Linked DNA regions of Gossypium hirsutum: region 1 is linked to region 2. Evidence: chromatin contacts called from public Hi-C data. All regions are on one chromosome and are shown on one strand. Each heading gives the region's core, a stretch centred on a gene start, on an enhancer-like site or on the middle of the called end of the contact. The rest is flanking DNA. Distances are from core to core; before and after follow the strand shown. Region 1 has its middle 12 kb from the start of LOC107895245. Region 2 holds the start of LOC107895255.

The links. Hi-C and Micro-C count contacts between places; a contact is called where the count stands out from the background.
Region 1: a Hi-C map of leaf shows a contact between it and region 2, with 1.6 times the contacts expected there. The contact joins the enhancer-like site here to the promoter of LOC107895255 in region 2. A contact is called at or near these places in 3 of 34 Hi-C or Micro-C datasets (hypocotyl and leaf).

Annotation. Positions count from the first base shown.
Region 1 is chrA13:97,375,030-97,377,877 of Gossypium_hirsutum_v2.1, reverse strand. No RefSeq gene overlaps it. Among protein-coding and RNA genes, the nearest start is that of LOC107895245, 12 kb to the left of the region's middle. Within about 2 kb of position 1,432, at least 8 of the 9 cell types and tissues checked have an H3K27ac peak or open chromatin away from gene starts, as enhancers often do. A contact at or near this core is called in leaf, where this site is marked.
Region 2 is chrA13:97,229,266-97,232,338 of Gossypium_hirsutum_v2.1, reverse strand. LOC107895255 reads left to right here and starts at 1,324. Exons shown (of 2, transcript XM_016820539.2): 1 at 1,324-3,020. The coding sequence starts at 2,651. It overlaps LOC107895254 (probable aminotransferase TAT2), which reads left to right. Exons shown (of 7, transcript XM_016820538.2): 4 at 101-160; 5 at 354-509; 6 at 600-693; 7 at 913-1,280. The coding sequence ends at 1,046.

The DNA.
Region 1 (2,848 bases), core at 183-2,682, 150 kb before region 2:
CTATTGCTCAATCTAGTCTTTCAAAGACACCTCCTCGTTTCCAAGTGAATGAGGGTCCTTGAAATCCTAAGTCTTGAAGATTTTTAGATTCCATGAAGTCTCCAAAGAATGGGCACCTCTTCCCTATGATATTACCACATTTTTTATCTTCAACAGAAAGAATTGTATCAAAATCACCTATTGCCATCCAAGGGGAGTGATCCGATGGTATAGTTATTTTTAAAGCTTCCCATAAATTCTTTCTTTTAGTGGAATTGGGGATTCCATATACGATAGCCAGTAGGATAGGTTGTGTTGTTCCCACATTATGAATTTTAACAAGAATAAATTGGGGATGATTTTGAATTATTTCTTGGTGAATTGTCTCATTCCACCCTATCCAAATTCCCCCTAAAAACCCTATTGCTTCTACGCGGTGCCAGTGATGAAATCTAAGTTTAACAATTATTTTATCTTATTTGCTACCATTTACCTTTGGCTCTAAAAGCCCTACAATATCAGGTCTAAATTCCATATTATATTCTCTAAAGATGCGTAGGAATTTGGGACTTGCGGATCCTTGACAATTCCAGACAAAAATTGATAAACTAATTTTGTTATTCATCATAAAGGTTTAGAAGGAATTTACCCAATCTAGTGTTGACATCGTGCATCATTTCTACTTTCTGCGTTCCCATGTCCTTCTTCATTTGTTTTGATGAAGATGCTTTGCTTGACTTGCTCTTGTAACAAATCCACCGTATTAGCCATTGACTCTGCCAGGAGAATTTTGGGGGACGAGACTTTAAAAGGGCTTCATTTATCCTGAATTATTTTATTGAGTTTTTGCCCTTTTGTGTTGCCATTTGTTTTCCCCCCACTAGTGCTTACTACGGGTGAATTCTTTTTTTGCCCCATATTATTTTTGGATGGTAGTCATTCTTGCTGATTTCCCATATGATGATTTGGATCTTTGAACGCCACTATTGATTGTTTGGTTGAATCTAGGATTCCAACTGTAGGAGTTATCGCGACTTCTTTTATGCTTTCGATGTTGAAGTGAAGGTTAGGTTGAAATCCTAGTTTTGTTGGTAGCTGTGAATATTGAATTTCTCTCAAGATCTGATTTTCATTCTTTGCAGTATTTCCTTTATCTCCTGCAGCTTCTATTTCCAATTCTCCCTTTGATTGTTGTGTCTCTAACTGTGTTTCTTTCAAATTAATATTTTTTTATTCTGTTTCTATTTTTTTTATCCTGATTTGGTCTGCATTGCGCCTGGTAGATCGTTCTTTCTTGAATTAGAATCACTTCGGTCTCTTTTAAGAGAAGCATTAGGCCCAAACATTTTGGGCTGAGTTTGCTTATTGGATCTTGGACTAGCTGGAGACTGCTTATCAAGTCTTTGTTGGAGTTGGCCCGTGGGTGAGGGTCCATTTTTTGCCTCTATTGGGCATGCCACATTCCCAGCCTCTGTTTGGGTTTAACTGTTATCTATATCGGCCTATTCTCTTCTAAGCCCATTTCTTCATTTAGGGTTTCTAAGGGTTGAAACCAAATACTTTCTTATTTCTTCTCTTTGGCTACACCATTTTTGTTCTGATGTTCTTTTGACCATGGCTGGTTATGTTTTTTTACAAGCATCCAAGGGTCGTAATCACCAGAGCTGTTTGTAGAATTGTTTTCACTTAACTCAGATCTATTTTCCGAAACTGGTTCTTTATCCAAGAAATTTTCTTTTGATGGTTTTTGAGTAGTCACTGATTTTGGACACAAATCTTGTGTATGTCCATAGTGACCGCAGGAAAAACAGACCGTGGGAAGACCCTCATACTCAATTCTTTGTGGAACTCCATTGATTAAAAACTTGCGACGAAAGGGCCTTTTCCAATATTAACGTAGACCGCCATTCTTGCGAATCTTCCCCGAACTCCATTATCAGTGTTGAAATTGCGACCCTTCCCACCATTCCCCCTAACTCCTAGAGTATTTTCTTTTTGTACATATGCCCAGGCAGTCCTGGTAATCGTATCCAGGCCATGACCATATTTAGGTATGGCTGTGAGAGATTAAATTCGATACTCCAGAGATAAACGGTTAGATATTCCCTATAAACTATCCAAGGCCCTTGACTTAAAACTCTTTCAAAGTCTTCGACGTTCTGAAATGTAGTCAAATAATAACCGTTTTCGATGTCCATTAATCGGAATGGTAGAATCAGTTTCCACAAGGAGTGTATCTTATTTTGTAGTGTTGCGTAACCAATGTTTTTTCCCAATAGCTTAATTACTATCGCAAGCTTCATATCTTTTATGAGTAACTGATTAACTCGATTGGAGAAATCTATTTCCGGTATGCCATTTACTGAGGAACTCATAATATCTTCTTCTAGCAGTTCTAAGTCGTCATCATCTTCATCTCTAATTATTGTTCCTGTTTTATCTTTGATTTGCGGGTCTGTACCCATGAGTCGATCTTTCCATGACCTAGGTTGTTTGCTGTCGAATTAGTTTCCATCACAACATATGTATCTTGATCTTGAACGTTGATCGCTCCTTCTTATGTTTGTCGCATACCGCTCCGTCTATCGCCGATTCCCTCTTGCTCTACAGACTCCATAGGACTTCTAATATGATAACTTTAAAACATATGGTAACTCATTCTTAATATAAATATATATGGAATATAAATTAAATATTTTTTAAGAAATTAATATAAATTGTATGTGAAATTTAACTTAAATATATAAATCATATTTATAATTTATAGTTAAATATAAATACGAGGAAATTTAATAATTTCGCACACAAACTGTCTTTTAAGAACTCAAAAGCTAAAATTTTTAGCTTTTTTACTCAAAGCCAAATGCTA
Region 2 (3,073 bases), core at 75-2,574:
ATGGATAATAGCTTTCTTGAGCTCGATTTTGCTTGTTCTACAGATTTGCTCTTCTTACTTCTTATACGCTTATATTTTCATGTATTTTCGTTTTTATCAGATTATCGAGCGTATCAAGAAGTATTTTGATATTTTAGGAGGACCTGCAACTTTTATCCAGGTATCTATTTATGGTACTGGCTTGTTACTAACTAATGAAATGTGAGCATCCTATTGTTGTTCATAAGTATAGGTACCAACTGGTCCTTGAAAAAGACTTGGATTTGAAAGTTTCCATTTCTGATTCAAGTCTTTATGCCATTACCAAAGGTATTGAGTCAATTGTTTTCATGGCTTTCCGGTGGGTGTCATAGGCAGCAGTTCCCCATATAATAGAGCAAACTGACAACGTTTTCTTCAAGAAAACTATCAACACGCTGAAGCAGACATCGGATATTTGTTGGGATATGATAAAGGAAATCCCTTGCCTTACTTGTCCCCAAAAGCCTCAGGGGTCAATGGCTGTCATGGTAATGGACCAATATAATTCGCAATGTCTGTTTGAAACTCGGATGGATTCATAAACATGTTCCAGTTAATTTTGTTCATGTATTTCACAGATTAAACTAAATATTTCCAGTCTGGAAGACATCAGCGACGACATCGACTTCTGTTTCAGGCTAGCCAAAGAAGAATCCGTTATTATTCTTCCTGGTAACTAACAAATCAAGTCAAACATTTATGAACATTATATGTTATCATAAGCATGATTCCTCTTGTTAGATTAGGGAACAATGACAAGCAAAGTCGAATACCGTCTTATCCTAGTAGACTAAGCAATCACTCTTAAGAAGTAGCACCAAGTAGGTTTAGGGATCGAATCAAGGCATCTATGGCCCCTTCTATCCACTGAGAAGCAAATTTCTGATGCAGGTACTGCAGTGGGGTTAAAAAATTGGCTCCGAATCACTTTTGCTGCAGATCCACAGTCTCTGAAAGAAGCATTAGGGAGGTTAAAATCATTCTGCAAAAGGCACACCAAGCTAATGCTGCAGCAGCAGCAGTAGCAATATTAGAAAAGTTGAAGCTATACAAACATGGCGTCAAGCCTCATACAGTATACCAGCAACCGTTACTGCTGCTCCGCATCTTTGATGCTTTTTAATATATTGTAAACAACACTTAAAAGATGTTAGATATGGTTAGTTTAATGGAAAATACAATGTTCTTAGATCCATCTGCAAAGCAGTCTTCCGTATGTGATAAAATTTCCCCAAGAATCGAAGTATATGTCCGACATACGTATTTATGTTTAGTTTTTTTTAAATGTTTTTCATGGTGGTACGAGAATGTATCTCTTAAAGACAACTATATAATTTCGACAAGTGGACCTGCTTGTAGACAGGTGAAACTTCAGAACATAGTCTTAAAACATGTTTCTGTAGCTAAAGTCCAGTCTGAGGATGAAGGATATTTTGAATAGCATAAATTTGTTGTTAAGATTCTTTTTGTGTTTTTTCTCACAGCAGTCTTCTTAGAGCTACCTTTGTCCCATAGATTCCAAGCCAAATATAATATATACTATAAAATTTCCCTTTCAAGTAAGTAAAAGAGACAAGAGATAGGATAATAGAGTGGGAAGTATGTATTATTTATTCATCAATAACATAGTTATAAACATAAGATTAATGAATAATATAAAATTCCAAACCCATGTCTTTCTGACGGTTGAATAAAAAACTTTTTCTTTCCCTTTTCAGCCGTCTGATATGTGATTGACGACCAAAGGCCAATTAGTCTACAATCATTTATAGCAATACTTTCACCGTAAAGCTTGACCTTTAAAGATGAGTTCTCAAGGATTGTCCAATGTGGGAGTTAGTGCTGATACGGGGGATCTGGGGGAGGAGAATCGGGTCACGTTTAAGGATATGCTTCTTGGTGATGGTAGCACCAGGAAGGAGGCCTAGGAAGACGACGAGATGGTGATGTAATAACGGCGGTCATAGATGGTATTCCGTCTAAATGCTTTTAGGAGAGGGTGCATTCGTTGATTGAAAAAATTATGTGCCTCACCCTGATCATTAAGTTGATAGGAAGAAGAGTAGGTTTAATGCTTTATTGAGTAAGGTGTATGCCTTTTGGAAACCAAAATCCAAAATTTTCCTCGAAAATTTGCTCGCATGCTGGATCTTGGGAAACCACTATTGAAGATTCGAGTTGATGTTGTCTTGCAACATGTAAAGTATGAAAGCCCTTCCCAGTGTTTGTTTTGGATGCGGGAGGTATGGACACATCCAAGACTTGTGCCCATCGCGGGAAGAAAACGTTAATGCTTTTGAACCTAGCGATAAAGAAGAAGTTCCGACGTCAGACAGATCGGAGAGTGGAGTCAGAGCGTTTTGGTGGCTTAAGATTTATTGTTTTATTGGACAGCCATGAATTAATGGAGAATCGTACGGATGATTCGATAGATCAAAATCCATCCATTCCGTTGAATTCTGGTTCTACTTTTGGCGCTAGGAATAATGGTCAACATAAGGAACCCACTAGCAAGTTAAAAGGGAAAGAAAAAGCAATGGCCAAATGGGCCAAGGTTTCGGTCAAGGCTTTAATGAATGTGGCTGCCAGTGATGCGGCTAATTTGGTGGGCGGGGTTTGACCTGGGTTGATGATGGGTCTAAGATGGGGTCCAGTTGGCACCCAGGAAAATGAATTGGATAGGTATCGGTCGGTTCTCTTGGATACTACTTTAGACAAGGGTAATAATCGGGTTATTGGATTTGATGAAAACTTGGACCCGTTGGGGACAGCAATACATTCTGGGTTAAGCTGTAACGCAGCATCGTCATCCAATGAGCGTATTCGTGCAACAAAACCAATGGAGTCGGGAGCTCAAGTACGGAGGAAGGTGGTGCCTCTGTGTGTTGCTGTGGATGTAATGATCTCAGGCATTGAACCATATTCTGATGATGGAGGCTCGAACCCATTGTCATGGGAGGTGAGCAGGCACATTCAATGGAGGACTTTGGATGATGCGGGTATGCAATTCTGTCTCCCTTCTCCATTTTCTCTTAATGGTAAGGCTTCTTGT